Linked DNA regions of Zea mays: regions 1 and 3 are each linked to region 2. Evidence: chromatin contacts called from public Hi-C data. All regions are on one chromosome and are shown on one strand. Each heading gives the region's core, a stretch centred on a gene start, on an enhancer-like site or on the middle of the called end of the contact. The rest is flanking DNA. Distances are from core to core; before and after follow the strand shown. Region 1 holds the start of LOC100191308. Region 2 holds the start of LOC100281274 (39S ribosomal protein L47). Region 3 holds the start of LOC100501921.

Region 1 (4,516 bases), core at 768-3,267, 220 kb after region 2:
ATCAGGTGATTGATCAAACTCGGTTGCCAACAGATCAAGCCCGGTCCTAAGTCCAGATAACAGTTTTGTTATACCTTCCTGCACCACAGATCTGACATCTTCATCCATCATAACCAGAGCAGTTTCATCGTCTTCATGGATCATAAAGTCAGTTTGCTCCTGAGCAGAAGTCTTGAGGTCATCCAGAAAAGGAGGGAACAGCGTTTCCATGCACGTAGCAAATCGTATGGCAGAGATGAAGACATTCTTAACAGCGTCTGCACTTGGGGCATGCAGACGAGCTAATAGAGACACTGCATCTGAGCCAAGGCTCCGAGCTACTTCTAATATCTCCTCCTCCTCATTATCATCCCATGGGACAGCTTCAATGTATGCAATACATCCTTTGGTAACCAACTCGCATCCGAGTGAATTTGATGCTCGAAGAACACCCAGAGCTGATTTAACAGAATCAAATGAATCTACAATTGATTCCCCGGGAAGATACATCAACTTCAACATCTTGACATAATGGTCATACTGAGCTCTTGGGCATTCAATTTCAACGCAACTATTAGAGCGGATATCATTTTGACCAAGCCGATCTGAAAAATACTTGCTGTTTTGGGAAAGAACAGATGAGTGGCAGGAAAACCATTCCGGCTGCTCATCAATCAGTTTAAAGCAAACACGGACATCACTTGTAGTATGGTCATCAAAGTTGTACCCCTCAACTAGTTTGACTGGCTCCATATTTCAGTTGAGATCACAGATATCTTTTCTCCATGTTTGTTCGCAACAGAAGTCCACACTCCATGAAACTGCACAAAAAGGAAATAATTACTGAGTGAGAAAAAGGAAAGTTCTGATTATAAAGCCTGTAGCAGCACCAGCACAAACAACATATTTGAATTTTTATGAACATTGTGTCACTATGTGACGCAATAGTCATTATGTGACGCGATAGCAAAACTTATATATGAGTTAAGTGTCAACATTAAGTGAAATGTGACAACTGCTTTTACAGCAATGTTGGCTACAATAATCCATTTTGGGTATGGACAATAGTACACCATGGAAACTTCTAGTCTTATAAACTTCAAACCATATGATTTTAGGTTCACAAGTATATTTAATGCATATCACGATATGGAGTTTTTTGTTGTGCTTCTATTCGAAAGGTAGAAGGAAATGCCTAATGCAATGGTGAGAAGCCTTTCCACTGAGCCAAATATCTGGGTTCGATGCAGCCTCTTTATGAAATGCAGGGGTAAGCTTGCCTCAGTTATTCCTTCTCTAGACCCTACTCATGTAGGAGCTTAGGTCTGTCATTTCCTTTCCTTTTCATTCAGTTGAAAAGATAGGTCATTTCCTTGTATTTCTACAAAACCTCAGTATATGCCTAATTTCCACTTCTCTGCTAATGGATTTCATTAAAAGAAGTTAGCTTTTAAACACTTAAGTCGAGACTTGAACTTGCTGCATACTAGTCAGTAGCAAAATATCTGGTCTGTCTTTGCTATTTTAGCACTAAAACGCATGCTACAATCTGAGACAGGTATTCTGCTGTTTCATCACCTCCCACACGCCATCTACCTCTACTGTCTAGGGTTCCCACGGCTCGAATTTGCCTGTCCTTCTCCCAGGTTGAACAGCACACCCCACCACCTCCACGAGCACTGATATACCTGTAAGGCTGTAAGGTTCCGTGAGGTGCCACGGTGCTCGAGGCAGCCACCGACCCCGGCAGTTGCGATGACGTAGAAGGCGGCTGAAGGAGACCTCCACCTTCGAGTAAGAGCGGAGATGCGGCGGTCGGGTCGGAGCTGTGGAGATCGAATCGGAAGCGAACTTCGGTAGCCCTGGCGCTATGCACGTCAGGTCGGAAAAGGAGTTGCGGTGGCAGCTATTTCGCCGTATTATTGGTTTAGGTCGGACGGTGGGGGCCGTCGGGCTTGGGGCGGCGGAGAGATCGGAGCCCAGCGAACGGGCGAAGGGAGGGATGGGCGGATGGCCGGCGCTCTGGGCGTCGTTTTTTCCCTGTTGGCGTTCGACACTGGGTGGAAGAAGAGAACGGGGAAGGGATAAATATCAGACTGATAGGCAGGGCCTAGTTGTCAGCCGCACATCCTACATTAGTGTTCGTTTGAGAAATACTCTCTCGACTGTAACCGTTTCTTCTCAAATTGATTTTCTACATCAGTTTTAATGTTTTAAGATCTCGTAGTAAAGCAATACTTTATATTTTAATTGTAATAAATACACGTAGAGGCATCTAGTGCACTCATCTATGTTACGACATACCTTTTGCCACTTTTGATTAACTCATCATTAATTTCATACAAATCAGAATGAATTAGTTCTAACGGTACAGCCATATCAGCTTTGTGAGATTTGTAAGGTTGTTTCAATTACACACGTAGCATTTGGAACTTTTAACCAAATCAAACGTTGAAATTACATTCATACCAGCTAAGTGTATCATACAAACTAAAAATTATGCTTCCTCTCATTTCAATTTATAATTCATTTGACTTTTTCAGATCAAGTTTGATTGACTTGTCTTATTCAAAATTTCAGAAAAAACTTAAAAATTGAAAGCCAAAATTAAAGTATATTACATGCTAAACAATATCATAGTAAAAATTTATAATAATAGTGTTTTTTTTAATAAGATGAGTCGATCAAAATTAAGGTAAAAAAGTCAAGAGAATTATAAAAATAAAATGGAACAGAGTGAGTATATGATAAGCTCTACCACTACCATTTCAAAAGGTGCTAAGAACTAATGCAATGCGTGCCAATGCACTGAACAAGAACCGACTGTATTCAGTTTAATCAGTTAAGGGATCAATAACATTCACTAGCACTTTGGACTAACCACTTTTATTTGAATCACAGGTACAACAGCTCAAATCTACCACAACAAAATGGATATTTTAATGTTTTCCTAGTGTCTCCCTAATGCATTGTTCTCAAATGGAACTAATACGATCCTTTTAACAAAGCTTACTAAAAAGAGTAGCATAAGAATGGCTTTACACAGAAGAGAATGACAACAAAGCTTGCATGAACAAAATGGAGCATGCAGCTCAGATTAGAGACATCAAATTGTCATCACCCGTAAGTTACACAGATGAATGCACCAGTCCTAGTAGGGTTCCAAGGATTCGACAACTCTCATTGCTTGTATTTGCAAGGTCGTCTGCCTTTGCTCTGCATCCAAGGTGGAGCCGAACCGGCTTGCTGCCCATATAAGTGATGCGCACTGCTCACCAAACAGATTTTTCATTTGTTCATGTATGGGAGAGTTTTCCTTCACAAAAACATGTCCAATGAGCAACAATAGGAATTCCCCACATTTCAATCTGCATTGAAACATCAAATGAAAAAAAACTCTAGGTCATTTCAAAATAGAAACCAACAGGTGCCAAGGAGAAGCCATTACAATGTCAAACAGAGCCTCAGCTTTTCATACACAAATATATCTTTGCAGCAAGCAAAAATAATTTTCACAGAGGTATATAAAGCTTTGTCAAGTGGGAACCTTTGTCGAGCTACCAACCGAATAGTTTATGCGGCTCCTTTTCCATTTCATCATTTCACTTGTTTATGTTTTTTCAGTTCACACGGCTGATAATATACATATAGATTGATTCACCAGAATGATATATTGTTTATATGGGCAGTGAAAATAAAGGTACATTCAAATTATGAAGCTAGGCATTTAGACAAAAAGAAACAAAAACATATATGAAGGAACAATGCTTGCCTTATATGCTTTTCCACTTGCACATCCTTTAAAAGTTCAGCAACCTTTTCAAGTCCACTGTATTCTTCGAAATCCTAGAGTAGTCATATAAAATATAGATAAGTTGAATCACATAAACCAGAAGCAACCAAGGATACCAATCTATTCACAGTTTTATGACTTTTCTTACTTATGAAAAACTTACACCGACTATTTTCGTAAGTCTTGGCCCATGCAAACCATGTTTTGAAAGAAAATCAACCAATCTACTGAACAACAGTAACACCCAAAGACAAAGACATTTCAATCATATTAGCGATATTTACTTAGATTATTTTCAAAAAGGTGGTCCTACACTCAGCACCTGTATACTCATCTTAATTTGGTACAAAAAAAATCAAATGCCGCATATACAAGACTTTGGAAGATATATTTAGGTAAAAAGGTAAACCATACCATCTGATTGGAGGGTGAGTCCAACATCAGCGATATCAGTGTGTCCAAGCAAACTCCTTGCTCAGTTGGACCTCGGCTGGCTAATATATTCAAGAGTACCTACACCAAGTTAACAACTGGTCAACCTAATAAGGGCCCAACACAACATATGGAGGATGATATCCACTATCCAGTTAAAATGTGGTTTATGCTTAAGAAAAAATGCCTTCATAGTTAAATAAGAGCTACTGGATTATTGCCACAAAGAACAGAACTTCCTCGTGGTGATCTCATCTCATTGAAACCCAGAAGTAATAGACAACAATTTATCAGAAAAGGATTGTGATTACC
Region 2 (4,303 bases), core at 276-2,775:
ACGTACATGAACACATTAACTTCCAGAAACAAAAACTGCAGTTCTCATGTACAGAGTTCTTGGTCCAGTCTCGTGCTTACCTGTTGCATTTCAAAATTTGAAGTAGCTAAACTATTCTGTCTTATTTGACCGGTACACAGAAGATGTGCTTACTGCTTTTTATATTTCAGGTTATACGAGGTCAAGGATGAACACCATGCGGAAGCATTTTTGAACAGCGTCTCTTTATCAAACGAGGATGCTGTTCCCCTTGAGGATAGGATAGCTGCCCTGGAAAGGAAACAGAACTCCAAAGCACTTGATGCGGTCAAGTACGGGCCTGGTGGCTCACGAGAGATTTCGTTTTTCTCTAAAAGCCGTAGAAGGCACAAGGAAGAGTCGTCTAGCGACGATGAACCCAAGGGTGTCAAAAAGAGAGCTGTGCAGCCGCTGGGCTTGAAGCAGGGAAAAGCCGAGTTCTATATGTTTGGCGGAAATCGTGGCAGAGGTAGAGGCGGTGGTGGCAGAGGTGGAGGCGGTCGAGGAAGAGGTGGAGGTGGTCGAGGAAGAGGTGGAGGACGAGGCAGGGGCAGGGGCAGAGGATGAATGGGGCCCGTCACATTGACCCCGTTCCTGCCTTTGCAGGGGTTTTGGTAAGCTTGAAATGGATTGATCCTGCACATGCAGTGGGTAGAAAGTGTGTTCCTTCACAACATAGGCAAGAGCTAGAGTAACTGAGGATTGCTGCTTCAGAATTTTTGGGAAGAGAACTTTGTTAGAAGACAATATTACATATCTTATGGTCTACCTTGTAACGGATCGTTGCATTCTGGTGGGTGTCTATGGGTACGGTATAGCATTTTTTTTGTAATAGGCAACATAACTGCTGGCATTTTCATTTTTGAGTACTGAAGGCTCTCCAAATCCATGATTAGTAGACATGCGTTCATAGAAACAGAACCAATATTAATATCTAAAAATAGGTTTACTATAAAAAGTTACTTTAAGTTTAACTTAATGATGAAAAACAGTATCGACATTTCTGTTTAAAAACAGATTTGCTATAATAATGTGTTTTATGATCAATCTGATAATACCTTTTGGTGTCATAAATATACTTGTATACCTTTTGTATGAATTTGATTGAATCTAAAACTGTTTGAAAAAACCGTCGAATCAGAATTTGAAAACTGAGTCATATTCCTTCCATTTTTTAGACGCGCTAACATTGTCGGTCGAATCTGAATTTAAAAACAAGTCATATTCCTTCCTTTTTTAGACGCGTTAGCGTTAATATTGTCGCTATTGTTATCAACATTTTTCACTTATTAAAACAATGACGGATATACAAATTCAACTACGGTTTTGTAAATTGTAATCGGTCCACTTCGTTCAAAAAAATTGTAATCGGTACTGCCGTACTGGATATGCTTTCATCCCTCACTTCAGTTCAGCAAAAGGAGAAATGCGTGGGTCCACATTGTCAGTGCCTGATTTAGTAGAGCGCACTCCTATATTTGCAAGCGAAAACCCCTCTCGTATGTCGCATCGCGTCTAAACCCTTGTCTCCTTCTTATCCCCACCTCCCTCGCGGATCACTCGCCGCCGCCGCCGGTATCTCATTCGCCCCTCTCCTCCCTTCCTCGAGTGGGACTCTTCCCGTGCCCGGAATCCTTACCCGATCCGTCGTTCTGCAGGCCGCAGCCATCGCCGTGATGCTGTCCCTGTCGAGGGCGATCGGGAGGCGGCTCTTCTCGTCCGCCGAGGCCGCGTCGACGGCTGCGGTGAGGACGGCGCAGAACCCGCTCGAGGAGTTCTTCGAGGTCGAGCGGAGCACCGAGGAGGGCAAGCCTCCTCCCCACTACGGTATGCATCCCCCACCTTTCTCCCTCGCGCGGCGGATCGGTTCGTGGTGTTCGTTGACTAGCAGCGTGGGTGTGACTAGCGCAGATGGTCGACGAAGCCAGCCCATTGAGGCTATGTTCGGTCAATTTCTCATCCGAGGGGATTGGAAAGGATCTAAGGAGGTTGAGGGGGATTTTTACTTGTATGATGTTGATTTAAGTGCGCTGTTGCCCCCTGATGTGTAGGCCTGGGCAATTGGTTTTTTCGGTGTTGTAGAAGTTCGGTTTACAGACAGAGCAGACCGGTCTACGTGTCTCAGAAAAGAAAACCGAGCTATTCGGTTTTTCGGTTCGGTGTTCGGTTTAAACTGAACATCCGAAATCCATCTCAGTCAAAGCTTTGTTCGGCTGCTCCTGTGCTATGACCGTATTCAAAATTGAATAAACAGCAGCAAGTAGCCACTAACCAGCAGCACACATGCAGATAACCAGCAGCACAGCACTCAACAATGAACATAAGTCCACAATAACTAGTAGCAAGTCACAAATTCAATAACAAACATTACAACAAATTTAAATGGTCCAGAGTCCAGACTTCAACTCTTCAAGTCATACATTACATAACTTCCAATTATTGATAGTTTGAGATCACAGATCACATATTTGAGCTTAAACTTTGATAGCCTCATATTTTCCATTCACCATTCATCAAATTTTCATGCTCAAGAATTGGTAGGGGTGGTTGTTGTCTCCTTAGAAACAGTGAGGCCACAAACTCTGCAGTAATAGTAAGTGTTAAATGTGACCTACGGTTGGATCACGATCTAATAGATCAGATGGTTTGCTTGCACGCTTGCACAGAAGCACTGCTTGCATAGCAGTTGTTGCCTTAGAAAGTTTATACCTTGGATCAATTGCCACACAGAAAAACATAACCAAGTTGAGTATCTGATCCCCTCTTTCTGATCACCAAGTTGAACAAAACGTGGGCATGCTTTAGCTAGAAACTTTCTACGACCAGGACGTTCAGACAAGACAAAAGGTTGTTCATCCTCAATTATCATTTCAGCAAAACTATTCTTTAAGTCATCCAGATCAAATTTCCATGTCGAAACAGTATCAACACTACTATTGCCAGGACAAGGTTGTAGCCGTAAAGTACCTTGATTATCAATTACTAGTTTGTTTGGATTCTTCTTGCAAACCTTTATATGACCTTTCAAAGAAGATGTACCATTTGTCCTTGTCACAGCGAAAGAGCTTGCCACAATACCTAGTTACCTACACTTGGCTCTGTCTTCCCCTCCTTCAGTTCTAACTTTGCTGAAATGTTCCCATACATCTGACCTTGGAGCAATAGCTTTCCTTTTCTTGCCATCCTCCTCTGTTGGTGCATCATTGGGCTGCTCTTCCTTGCCTTTGTCGGCATCTGTCGCTATCGGTTCTTTTGCGTTCACTTCATTAACAGCAACATCATCAATGTCCCCCATCTACAAGATAAAGTTTGAAAATAAAAAATCAGAAATCTATTAATAGCTCAAAGACCACAGTTGACATTTGACAACACTACACAGATAAAAAACTGAAGCATTCAGTATCCAGTATCTTCACTAGGACATAAATCTATTAATAGCTCAAAGACCACATTACAAGACTACAAGAGAATGGAGATGAGTAGAGTAGAGTAGAGTAGAGTAGAGGTGAAATACATTGGAGGACTGCTCAGTTATAGGCGCCGTTGTACTGCTCGGAGAACTTGGCGCCGATGGCTGATGTCGCCCACCGCTCCTCTTGCCGTGCAATGCCGTCACGCCGGTTGGCCCTCTGCGGCTCTGCTCGACTGCTCGTAGTGCTGCTGCCGCCGCCGGGTTGAGGCGTTGAGCACTGGTGTGGCCGCGTGGGGAGCGGGGAACTAGGGTGTGGGGACTGTCGTCTGTCGAACGGATTAGGGTTGGAACTTGGGAGTTGCTGAGTTGGGCGCATAGAGAATGAGAGAAGTGGGCTATGGGCCGGTGGAATGGTGGGACGCTGCACGATTGGCCTGGGCCGTGGGGAGTTGCTGTCTTGCCGAGTTGGCCAGGCCAGTTGGGGCCTGGGGGGCGGGGCGCCTGGCTGCTGCCGTTTCGGTGAACCGGTGTTTTGGTTCGGTGTAAGCCTAAAACCGAGGCCGACACCGAGCACCGAAGTTCTCAGGAATTGAAACCGAACCCGACACCAAACCCCGAAAAACCGAAACTTCGGGTCGGTTTTCGAAATTTCGGTTCGGTAATTCGGTTTCGGCTTAAAAGTGCCCAAGCCTACTGATGTGAGTTCGATTTGGCCAATGCTCACTCATTTGCATCCGCTCTAATCTATAGCAAGTATGCCCGTAGGTCGTTCTTTTGGGGAATTAACGTTGTTGTCCTGTCTACCTGTCTGGCTTTCGATATCTGAATCACTAGTTGTAAACGTAGCTGTATACTTGGCTGGCATTTACTATA
Region 3 (4,398 bases), core at 657-3,156, 190 kb after region 2:
TTGGCTTTTGTAGATACATTATTTTAACTATGCATCTAGATAGAATGTATATCTAAGTGCATAGCAAAAAACATGAATCTACAAAAGGCAAAATGTCTTATAATTTGGAATGAGGTGAGTATCTTATTTTAAAATGACTACTATGATAGGATGCCATATGAACTAAACATTTTTTTAAAGCTAACATTACAACAATCATCAAAACTGGGTGAATATAATGGGATAGTCTCTAGTGTCCCGTTAATGTACAGTTAATATTTTTTTTTAAAAGGTAATAATAATTTCATGATGCTGTTCAGCTATTGATCTTGACAAACAATCTTTCAACTAGTTCTTGTACTATACATGCGCTCACTTTAAATTCTATCGATCTCATGCAAATAAGATGATACTGGAAAGTTTGTTATGCATTCATTTCTACTAGTCCTTGTACTACACATGTGCCCACTTTATATTCTATTGATCAGGCAAATAACATGACACTGGGAAGTTTGTTATGAATTCATTTTTTCACAACTTAACTGATTCTTAACTGACTAGATGAAGGATGTGGAGACATAGTTCACACTTCCGCACTATGCCTTTTTATCTAGGTGTTTTTGTTCCTGCTTTCCCGGGGTGGTGGGGGGTGGGAGTGGGGGGTGTATGTAGTAGTAGCGATCTACTAGTTGGAAACATGGAAGTGGCATAAAAATGATATGTAGAAGTTTGAAATATCCAAAAGACGAAACCTGCTTTCTGCTACTTGTACCTTCATTCCTGTATCATTCAATTTTTTTTTTTGGCTCACTCAACACTCGATATTGAGGCTCCTCCATTCGTTCGCTAACCATGTACTAATTTTTCTCCGTAGGTATGCTATCGTTTACCTTGCTCAGATGAAGCCATTGATCAACCCCATCCTGAGCGGGGAGTGATCTCTCCTCTGCATTAAAAAGAATGAAAGCTAGGTCTGCTGTACCATTATTCAGTCTGTGAACTTCCTATTCATTTGGCCCCACCTGATGAAATAAATAAACTGCCATGAGTTTTTTTTTTTTTGCTACTCCTTCACTGCAGACATTGAGAAGGCTCGCTGTGATTAGTGTATGCAATTGTATGATATACGCAATAATAATAATAGTATCTAAATATATGTGTGCCGCTCATTGGAATGTCTGGGTGCGTGTACCCAACTTTGTTCGTCACGACTCAGGTGTTTGTCTGCTTGAAATGGAATTATGAACGTAAAACAATGTAGCACAATTTTCTGCTTTCAGTGGGTGTTTTGACTTTTGAGCTTACATTTTTTGGTGGTTCTAGTACTGGTACACTGCCAAATGTCTGCTATTTTCTTGCTTGAAAGTACACCTGCAAAATATGTATTGTTTGGTTGGCGCTTATAAGCATTTAACGATGATATGATGCCCATTTTCACATTTTCTTTTGCCAAACTTTGTTTATTATTTTTAAAAAATGTACGTTCTTACTCCTTGTATTCACAACTTGTACTTAGACTATCCGTAATCATAAAACTCTATATCCATACTCAAAAAAAAATCTATCCTAGTCATCAAAATTCTCATTTATATAGCACCTCTCCTGCACACATATATTACTCTATTTCCTATTCTATATCAATCATAATATATTTTTTTAACAGTAAGTGTCATACGATCAATACATCAATACCGATCACATCTGCACATGCGTCCTGAATTTTTTTAATCTATTTTGGTGTTTATTTATTCTTGTTTAGAATTGTTAATTTTTTACGAGAAATGTTGATATTTTAACACAAAAAAGTGCCATGAGATTAGTTATATCAATCATCAGATCTGCATATGCGAGCCCAACTCTGAAGCCCACAGGGTTTTGGCCCAAATTCCATCCAAGCACTTGGTCCATCTCCGACTCCACTCTCCTGCTCCTCTCCTGTGCTGCGCAGCCTTGCCCTGCTTTCTCCGCCGACCCACCGGCCACCTCCCATCACCACTCAGTCAGATCCAGTGCTCCACCTACCTACCAGCTCCAGCCGCCGGCGATGGCCGTGTCCTTACCCGTCCCGATCCCGCCGGCGCTCCTCCACGCGGCCGCGGCGCTCGCGCTCGCCGCCGCCGCCCACTTCCTCCACCTCCCTTCCCTCTTCCTCTACGCCCTCCACACCTACATCCACCCGGACGCCGTCCCCTCCAACACCCCGCGCGCAGTCCTCCGCCCGCCGGGCTCCAACGCCGGTCCCGCCCCGGGTTCCTCCAAGCGCGGCGCCGCCAAGGACAAGGACCCGTTCGACGCCACTTCCGCGCAGCTCTACCGCCTCCGGCTCTCCCACGCCACGCTCGCCTCCCGCCCCCATTTCGCCGCCTACCACCTCGCGCTCCTCCTCCCGCTCGCGCTCCTTCTGCCCGCGCTCCTGCTCCCGGCCGCCCCCGGGGCCTCCCCGCTCGCGCCGCTCGTCCCCGCGGCCTACCTCTTCGTTGCACTCCTCCGCCACGTCGTCGTCCCGTCGCCGCGCCCCGCGCTGCTCGCCGCCGCGCTCGGCGCGCTCCTCGTTACCACTCTGCTCTCATCCAGCCCCTTCGCCGGCGCGCTCGCGTCGCTCGCCGCGCTCCCAGCCGCGCGGTTCGCGCGCGCATTCTGGCTTGGCACTGACCAGCCCCGCACCGGGCTCGCCGTGCTATCGTCCTCTGCGCCGGCGCGCCTCATCTTCCACCTTACCGTCCTCGTCTCCTCCACGGCCACGATCCTACGATGCTGCGGATTCATGGATGGCGCGGAACAGGAGGCGAAGCTGCTCGCCGCCGCGGCTGGGCTGCAGCTGCTGGCGGCGCGGCCTGCCGTGCAAATGTACCTCAATGAGGCTGTGTTCTGCTGGTACCAGCGTCTGCACGCGAGCCGTGCGCCGGACACTGAGTACGGCCGGGCCAAGGTTTTCTTGCACAACCACCACCTCTGCGCCGTGGCCACGCAGCTCGTTGCGCCGCCACTGCTCGTGCTGTCGCTGCTTGCATTGTGGCGGGTTCAAGGGAAGGACTTCTTTGAGGGCTTAGAGGGGATGTACTGGCTTGTTGGATGGTCTGTTGCCATGAAGGAGGCCGCATTGCTTGCGGCCCGGTGGATCGTGGCTGTGTGGTCGGCGGCGACGGTGATCACACTCATGTGCTACAAACGTGGATGGTTATTCGTCTCGTGATCCTTTCTTCTCTTGCTTCCTGCCTGCGTGATTGGTTCATATGGAGACCGGAGTTGTGTACCTGTGTTTGATAGAGTGAGATCCCAACCTGGATCTCTGGAGTTCTGGTACCACGGCACAAGTTTTTGTGTGCACTGTTTATTTTGCAAGAGAAATGTTGGATCAAATTCTTTTGATTTCCTTGTGTCTGTTCTTACTGGAGAAGCAATTTGAGGTCAGATTTTTTGTCCGCCCTTTGGGGTGGAGTAATGTAACAGAAAACTGACTGGCCAGTCACCCTGTTGTACCCTTTGATTGATGGATATCAATGAATCATATTCTTCCTTTTATGATCAGAATGCATATGTTGAAGACTATATCGTGTTACATATTTACCTACGTGATTTTGACTTCTCTGTGTAATTCGTCACTTTGATTTCAAGAAAGAAAAAAAATCTTTTGCTCTGTGTGCTTCAATTTGGCTTGTTGCGACTGCATCTTACTATGTATCTTGAATGAAACTGTCAATCATATTGAATCCTTTTAGCCAATGCCACAAGGTAGTCTTATAAAGATTCTTTTTTTGTGAAACCAACACATATTTGAGATGTCGTAATTTAGGACTGTTTGTCATGACTGCTGCACAGACAGCACAGTTTATTCCAGGTTTTCAATTACCTTGTTTTGCCCAAATGTTGACATCCGCACCTGTTAAACATTCATGTGAAGAATCAGTCTTAGCTTTCTACATATGTGCCTTGTCCTTGAGATCTTATAATATGTAAATGTTTTGAAGTTGGTGCGAAATTTAGGCTCATTACCTAGCCTCACATTCTAAAATGAAATGGTTCATCACTTAATGCTATGCAGTGTCTTTTGCAGTAATATTTAACACATGTTTCTCCTTAGTAGATTTTAACAGCCTTCTCTGGTGAATAGTCTCTGTTACCTTTTTTTTCTTAAGGGGGATTCAAAGAAGAGGAAACCAGAAACACTTGTGTTTGCATTGCACAAGTGGTACTTCACTGCCTTCCAGTCTCTCCTCCACATAGTTTACAAGGTTGATTATGCTTTAACCACCTATTGTGTGCTTGCTGAGAGTCTAAGCCTTCATCATCACCATCATCTTGTGTCTTTCAGCTGAAATCCATTAAGCATTATCACTTGGCAGTTGGCACAGTCACATATCATTAGGCCTAGTTTATGGTTTTGCAGGGTGCTGGATGTTGGACCACTATGCTGTTCAA

The links. A called contact is a pair of places that touch in the nucleus more often than the background predicts.
Region 1: a contact with region 2 is called in a Hi-C map of ear, with 1.8 times the contacts expected there. The contact joins the promoter of LOC100191308 here to the promoter of LOC100281274 in region 2. A contact is called at or near these places in 3 of 25 Hi-C or Micro-C datasets (ear, leaf and root tip).
Region 3: a contact with region 2 is called in a Hi-C map of leaf, with 4 times the contacts expected there. The contact joins the promoter of LOC100501921 here to the promoter of LOC100281274 in region 2. A contact is called at or near these places in 7 of 25 Hi-C or Micro-C datasets (bundle sheath, ear, endosperm and 2 more).

Annotation. Positions count from the first base shown.
Region 1 is chr9:26,415,864-26,420,379 of Zm-B73-REFERENCE-NAM-5.0, reverse strand. LOC100191308 reads right to left here and starts at 2,017. Exons shown (of 2, transcript NM_001136742.1): 1 at 1,668-2,017; 2 at 1-800. The coding sequence starts at 732. LOC100272392 (binding) reads right to left here. Exons shown (of 5, transcript NM_001146872.1): 2 at 4,516; 3 at 4,187-4,285; 4 at 3,752-3,825; 5 at 2,853-3,347. The coding sequence ends at 3,131.
Region 2 is chr9:26,635,988-26,640,290 of Zm-B73-REFERENCE-NAM-5.0, reverse strand. It overlaps LOC100281274 (39S ribosomal protein L47), which reads left to right and starts at 1,525. Exons shown (of 4, transcript NM_001374587.1): 1 at 1,525-1,593; 2 at 1,677-1,845. The coding sequence starts at 1,695. It overlaps LOC100381920, which reads left to right. Exons shown (of 17, transcript NM_001361555.1): 17 at 171-792. The coding sequence ends at 585.
Region 3 is chr9:26,444,242-26,448,639 of Zm-B73-REFERENCE-NAM-5.0, reverse strand. LOC100501921 reads left to right here and starts at 1,906. Exons shown (of 1, transcript NM_001196559.2): 1 at 1,906-3,507. The coding sequence starts at 2,024. The coding sequence ends at 3,172. LOC109942225 (V-type proton ATPase subunit e1) reads left to right here. Exons shown (of 3, transcript XM_020544032.3): 3 at 854-1,190. The coding sequence ends at 917.